Linked DNA regions of Zea mays: region 2 is linked to region 1. The links are chromatin contacts, called in public Hi-C maps. All regions are on one chromosome and are shown on one strand. The core of a region is the stretch at or near the end of the contact, and the rest is flanking DNA. Distances in the headings are between cores, read along the strand shown. Region 1 holds the start of LOC103647818 (transcription factor KUA1). Region 2 has its middle 43 kb from the start of LOC103647818.

The links. Hi-C and Micro-C count contacts between places; a contact is called where the count stands out from the background.
Region 2: a contact with region 1 is called in a Hi-C map of leaf mesophyll, with 4 times the contacts expected there. The contact joins the enhancer-like site here to the promoter of LOC103647818 in region 1. A contact is called at or near these places in 8 of 25 Hi-C or Micro-C datasets (bundle sheath, ear, endosperm and 3 more).

Annotation. Positions count from the first base shown.
Region 1 is chr2:216,745,533-216,748,792 of Zm-B73-REFERENCE-NAM-5.0, reverse strand. It overlaps LOC103647818 (transcription factor KUA1), which reads left to right and starts at 1,923. Exons shown (of 2, transcript XM_008672326.4): 1 at 1,923-2,625; 2 at 2,836-3,260. The coding sequence starts at 2,288. The coding sequence ends at 2,959.
Region 2 is chr2:216,787,975-216,791,480 of Zm-B73-REFERENCE-NAM-5.0, reverse strand. No RefSeq gene overlaps it. Among protein-coding and RNA genes, the nearest start is that of LOC103647818, 43 kb to the right of the region's middle. Within about 2 kb of position 1,585, at least 6 of the 20 cell types and tissues checked have an H3K27ac peak or open chromatin away from gene starts, as enhancers often do. A contact at or near this core is called in endosperm and leaf mesophyll, where this site is marked.

The DNA.
Region 1 (3,260 bases), core at 674-3,173:
ATTGTACACCTGGATCCTCTCCTTACGCCTATAAAAGGAAGGACCAGGGCCCTCTTAGAGAGGGTTGGCCGCGCGGGGACGAGGACGAGACAGGCGCTCGCTTGGGGCCGCTCGCTCCCTCTCCCGCGTGGACGCTTGTAACCCCCTACTGCAAGCGCACCCGACCTGGGCGCGGGACGAACACGAAGGCCGCGGGATTCCCACCTCTCTCACGCCGGTCTCCGGCCGCCTCGCTCTCCCCCCTTCGCGCTCGCCCTCGCGCTCGACCCATCTGGGCTGGGGCACGCAGCGACATTCACTCGTCGGCCCAGGGACCCCCCGGCCTCGAAACGCCGACACTTCTATTGTTGGAAAACAACTGCCTTCATCCATACAAGGATTCTCTCTATCATAATCAATCACCGGCATGTCCATATCATCTGCATTCTCAGGCACCAACACAGCAATGTTCTCCTCTCTCTCTTCTTCATCGGTGTCATCAAATTGAGCAAGCATGTTAGGCTCATTCGCACCACGAGTATCCCAAGTTTGAACAAACTCCGGATATGAACTCTCATCATCATTCGCAAAATCATAATCATCATCACTCGCACCACGAAGATCCATCCTATTTGACACAAAAAAGAGAAGTATTAGTCCTAACCATCCTATTAAGTAGGGTATTGTTCACTAAACAAAGGGATCCCAATAAACAAGTTCATTCTTGGATGGCACTAGAAAACAAGACAGAACATGCCAAATACAAAGGGGACCACTGTGACCATAGGAAAGGGATCAGGATCACCACCACTCACCCTGTGCGATGGCTCGGTACATCCTCTCGAGCAGCGTCGGGAGGTGAGAGAAAGGCCTCCATATGCTCAAGCAGCTCCAAAGTGAGGAGGTTCGCAGCCGAGGGCGAGGAGGGTCGCGTGGCCGACGAGCGAGCTCCGCGGGGCAGCTTCTGGAGAGCAGCTGCGCCGCGCGCCTAGCAGGCCATGGTGAGCAGCGGCTCGTCCCGAGGGCCACGACAGGAGCAGCTGCGCCGCGCGCCTAGCAGGCCAAGGTGAGCAGCGACGATTCCAGAGGGGAGCACTTCTATAGGGGACGGCGACCAGCAGCAGTGTTTACCGGTGAGCAACGGCGATTCCCGAAGCACTCTGGAGCCATGACAGGGGACGGCGACCGCGTGGCCCAGGGCGCCTGGAGCCACGTCAGGGGCAGCGCCGTGCGCCTCCACGACGACCACCAGCGGCCGCGATGTCTACCGGGCTCCGGGTGAGGAGCAGCCGCGTGGCCGAGGGCGTCTGGAGCCACGGCAGGGGCAGCGCCGCGTGCCTCCCTTTTTGCGATGGATTCTGTTGTTCGATTGGGGATTTTGGGATGTGGCGTGTGGGGCCCAACTGCAGGTGACGGCAAACGGTAACTGCTGACGGTGAGAGGTTTAGTGATGCGTTGCTCCGAATACAAGGGTAGAACTGAGGAATTTTCATTGCTAAGGTGAAATCTGAGGTTGTGTGCCATGCAGGGGTGCGGCATGTAATTCTCCCTATATTATAATAAGTGAGAAAATATTTTTTGCATATACGATCTGAACAGTTCGCAGCAATAAATGTAGCAGCAACACATGATATATATGTCGTCTGTAGTTAAAGCTGGAAGTCATAAAATCTTATCACCAGTCGCCACTGATGATTGAGTGATTGAGTCAACTGTTAGTAGCTAAACTAGGGGGACTAGTTTTCTGCCTACCTATGTGCTGAAGAATAAAACGGTGGTATGGTATGGGTATGGCCATCCACACGTGTGACCTTAGTGACGTACGGTATGGACTGCAGGACAAATTTAATGGCCGACCTGACTTGCATTGGATTACATGCGAATATTGGTCTGAGAAGTGGCTCTCTTTAATGAAAACTATGGGCACTTTGTTAACGCGACTTGGATCTGTATGTGATCAGCTTGTGTATATACTATATGGTAGGCCGTTGCTGATAACTCACCTTCCTGGCTTCCTAGCTTGATCTGAGCCATTGAAGGATGCTGAATTTTTTTGTAATAAATAACTTGAAAATTAGACTATATCTCTTAGATATGAAACATATATATGATCTGGTATCTTTGACTATATCATTAGAGATTCATTGTTTGATTTCACACCAAAACAAGCTATTAAATTAATTGAAACCAGGACAAAGAGATTCACCAACAGGAGTATAAATACCGGGCCTTGTGATTTGCCATTCTTCCCATCCAGAAAAGCCAGGGTCCACTGCTCCTCTCGTACTCAACAACCCTCACACCCCCCATGGATCCCATGTTCAGTAGCGAGTGGAGTGTCTCCGAGATCAAGATGGCAAAATCACTCATCGCTAGCCGCAACACCAGCAGCAACTTAGCTAGCGACGACGACGCAAGCAACAAGAAGCACAGCGACATCGTGGACGAGCTCCAAGCAAGGTTCCCATGGAAGGGCAAGCACGAGGTAATTGGCTTGTATGTTGACCTCACGATGGAGATGATAAATACACCGCCTGAGGTGGGAGATGACGGACTTGTGTTGGACGACGACAATTTTGGGATGCCAGTGGAGGAACAACCACAGATGAAATACACTGGGAGGTTTTGGACCAGGGAGGAGCACAGGTCATTGATTCTCTTTATTTCTACTGTTTTTGAAATTCTAGTTGTCACATATTTCATTGTTAATTACTAGTAAAGTTATTAATAAGCATGTGGCGGAGAATATTGATTACCGCGAATATCCTCAAGTTTTTTAAGTGCTTTTCGAGATATATGATGTGACGACTGACGATATTTATATTCTCATATCCTAACCCCAATGTACCAACGCAGGAATTTCCTCCGTGGCCTGAACATGTATGGTCGTGGTAACTGGATGTACATCTCTAGGGACTTCGTCCCCACTAAGACGCCAATGCAGATCTATAGCCATGCACAGAAGTTCTTCCGTAGGTAGGAGCGCACCTGCAGCTGGAAGCAACGCCATGATATCAAATGATATTGGCCTCTATGATATGCTGAGCCCTAGACAAATAACGGCTCTTAGTTTATCTCAAGATATTGTCCATTATACTATAAAGATATCCTTCCTCGGCAGTGGACGGACATCAATAACATGTACTAGTTGTTATTTGTCGTTTAGTTTATCCTAAGATGCATAGGGACATATATCCCATTGAAGACAATATATATATAGTTGCTAAGTGCCTAAGTGGTAGTACTGTGTTCTATATTGAGATGCAAATGATTTCATTGTG
Region 2 (3,506 bases), core at 336-2,835, 43 kb before region 1:
AATATTTTGATTTTATGTTGTTAAATATATGCGTCGAGCTTGGGCCGATATGACCCAACGAAGTCACGGCGTGGTTTAGGACCAGGTCGGACCACTGTTTTTATACTTCGAGCTGGTATGTCACGACCCAAAAGTTTTTTTAAAATTTTACTAAACAGAATCCGTTTGACACGAAATACGATGGACTTAGAGCCAGACCGATCCGGCCAGCACCAGTAGGAGCGCGCGCATGCAGGTTGAGATCATGAGGCGGGAAGAAAAAACGAACCACGTTTTTATTTATTCTTTTATATATTCTGATTAAAAGATTTAATCTCGAATAAATTTTATACTTGTGTTTGTAAGATTTTTATCAACAAAACTGGACTACTCGTGCTATATAAAATTTAAATATTTATTTATATACTCTTCTTTAGTATACAAGCAACCGAATATTAGTTGTATGTGTGGACTGAAAGCATTAATAGAAACAACAGACAAAAGTCTATGCACGGATCTATTTTGGTCACCAAGAGTTCACGTACGGATGAGGCTGCTACCCTACATCAACCAATCACACGGAATGTGAAGGATTTACTGGTTGTTATAGGCGGCTGCCTCCAGCAAGGGCCCTAAAGGGTACTCTATCCTAAATATAGAAGATCAAACAGTCATCTACGCTCTGCAGCAGCGTTCTCTAAACGGTTCTCTAAATTTAGAGTTCGCTGCTGGATTCTTTATATATAGAGTTTCTCTAAATGATCATCTATCTATTTGAATACTTTAAATAATTGGTTTAGCAAAACTAAAATATGTATAATACATTTGAGAGTATGAAAAATACGTTTGTATAAAAAATAAAAATAAAAAATATCTCTAATATAGGTATTTGAGTATAGAGAACATGATTTAGAGGACGTTGTTGGAGAGGAAGGAAATATAGATGATAAAATCTTTTAGACGAGACTATAAATAATAGATATAGAGAATGGATGTAGATCTACAATATTGCTGGAGACAGTCTTGTGGAAGAAGGGAATCGAGTACGTTCGCCAGCGTGCCACCGGCGGCGAAGAAGCCGGCGCCGCGAGACGCAGCAGCGGGGCGCCTGAGAATAACTGGTACAGCTGGTACCGCTAAACCTCACGGTCGGGCTCCCGCTGAAAACCCTGGGCGCGATCTGGATCACACTCGCCAGGCAGCTCCGGCAGCTGCCCGGCGACATGTCCGGCGTGCACTGCGCCAACGCGTACACCGCGGGTACGCCGCCCCCGCCGGGCGCCTCCTCGCCCGTCGCGAACGGCGTTCAGGAGCGCGGTCCGCGGTGGCGTCCAGGAGCGCGCCCACGGCAGCGTCGAACGGCGCGCTCGTCGGCGCGCTCACGTTAATTACCTGCCGCCCGCAAGTACTGTCGCCGGCCAGGAATTGAAGTCCCAGTTGGAGAAGCGCAGGTAGCAGAGGTCGTAGTAGATGGCCACGTCCTTGGCGTACGCGCATAGCTGCTGCGCGTCCTGGAACGCGGCCGCGGCGCAGGCGTTGGCGGCCGCGTCCCCGCGGCACAGCGCGAGGGCGTAGACCATGTCCGGTATGGCGCCCACCGTGCACGTGGCGAAGAGCGACGGCGAGGAGGCGTCGTTCCGGGGTTGACGAACCCCAGGTTGGACTGGTACGTGCTGTTCTGCTTCTGCGTCTGCGTGTAGTTACCAGTGTACCCGCAGAGTTGCCTTTTTAGCTTCTATATATAGGGCTGCCATATAATGTCGACATGGTCCTGATGGCCTATAAAAGGCGAGCACCATTCTTCCTTCGTACCTCGTCTTGCCCTAAGCCAGACCTTAGAGGCAACTCATAATGTGTTAGATACGAAGAGTTTGGTGTGTGATTTTGTGGGCACACACAAACTTGAATGCAGCGAGGACCATAGTAGACTGATGAAACTGATATAGCTAGTGACCAATCAAGCCAACATTGATACTATTCTACGTTGATAAACTCCTAAACACCTCCAAAAAAATATCCATCAAGGAGAGTAACATCTGGAGGTTGTTCCAGGATCTACAATAACACCTACAACACATCAAATCTCGTCGAGAGACGTGACGAACAATAAGATAGAGAGGAACAAAAAGACAAGAGGATATTATATGTATTTTGGTCGACTGGTTGTTGCATATGTCAATCGATCGATATATGAACAAGGGTTTACCCAAGTACAAAACTACTGTAAACCACGTTGAACAAGTTTCTAATTTCAAAATCCGATTTAAAAATAACTCAGTTAAAAAAACAAAAGTCGGTCTAGCTGACTACAAATGTTGGCTAGGCTGAACTTTACGAGAAAACCCGACTATTATAACCATCCTGACAGAGAAAGGCAATCTATCCCGATCCAAAAGAAGGTTTGACCAACTATATAGCCTTATGGGTTAGGGAACTGGCTTAGCGAGAACAATACCTTTAGGGCTAGTTTGGGAACCTCAAAACCGAAAGGGATTAAAGATGCTAAAATCTCCTTCTTATTCAAAATTGAATAAGGAGGGGATTTTAGCCCCTCCAATCTCCCCCGGATTTTGGACTTTCAAATTAGTCCTTATTGTTTATTTTCCTTTTTTTAATTTTGCGTATCAACGAAAAGATACATGAGCCGATTAGCACTTTAGTTATAGAGTCGAGAGTGATAAAATACCGGCCTTTGGAAAAAAAATAGAAATAAAAATAGAAGAGCCACATGCCACGTGTCCACTAATTTGGATGATTCCGGCATATGGCGCATTCAGCCTTGTCATCAAAACACATGGACAAGTCAAAGGGGTAATTTATTTGCTCTATTTTAAAAGCTGATCTTGATTTTTACTTTTGATCGCCACCTCTTCGTCGTTCTACATGGCCTCCACTCACTAATTTCCCTATCATTCAAGCTTGCCGGCGATACCGTCTTAGGGCATATACAAACTTGAGCCATTTGATCAGGTTTTCATGTAAAAAAACAACCAAAAGATTGCATGATATAATACTAAACTTCTAGATTGCAAATATAGTTAATGGACAATATGATAGGTAGTTATATAGAGACATACTCTTTATAAAGAGACTGTCACTTATACACTTTTCATTTAGTCCTCTAAAGATGTCTTATAAGATCCTATATTAAATAGTGTTGTACATGCCATAAGCGAGCGACTAAGGACTCCAAAGATACAATTCATCACTCGCCCGGTCGCACCAATAATGGCGCCACACGGTATTAGTGCTAATAAAGGTTCAGACTCATTGGGAACCGTGACTGATTTTTCTAGAGGTGTCCAAGTCAAAAGATCGGATTTTTGAAATTGTATAAGCCAACAGAGATAAATAGACAATAGATTTCACCACTAGTTTGTATTACCAAAGTGATGTGGTCAGTTGGCCAGACAAAGTAGGATCAATTGTTAAATTCTCTACTCCTGAATAGAGGTGGATATCGACCGAGCTCGACCTAGCTCGTTAAGGAAACGAGCTAGCTCGGCTCGACTCGTTAAGGAATCAAA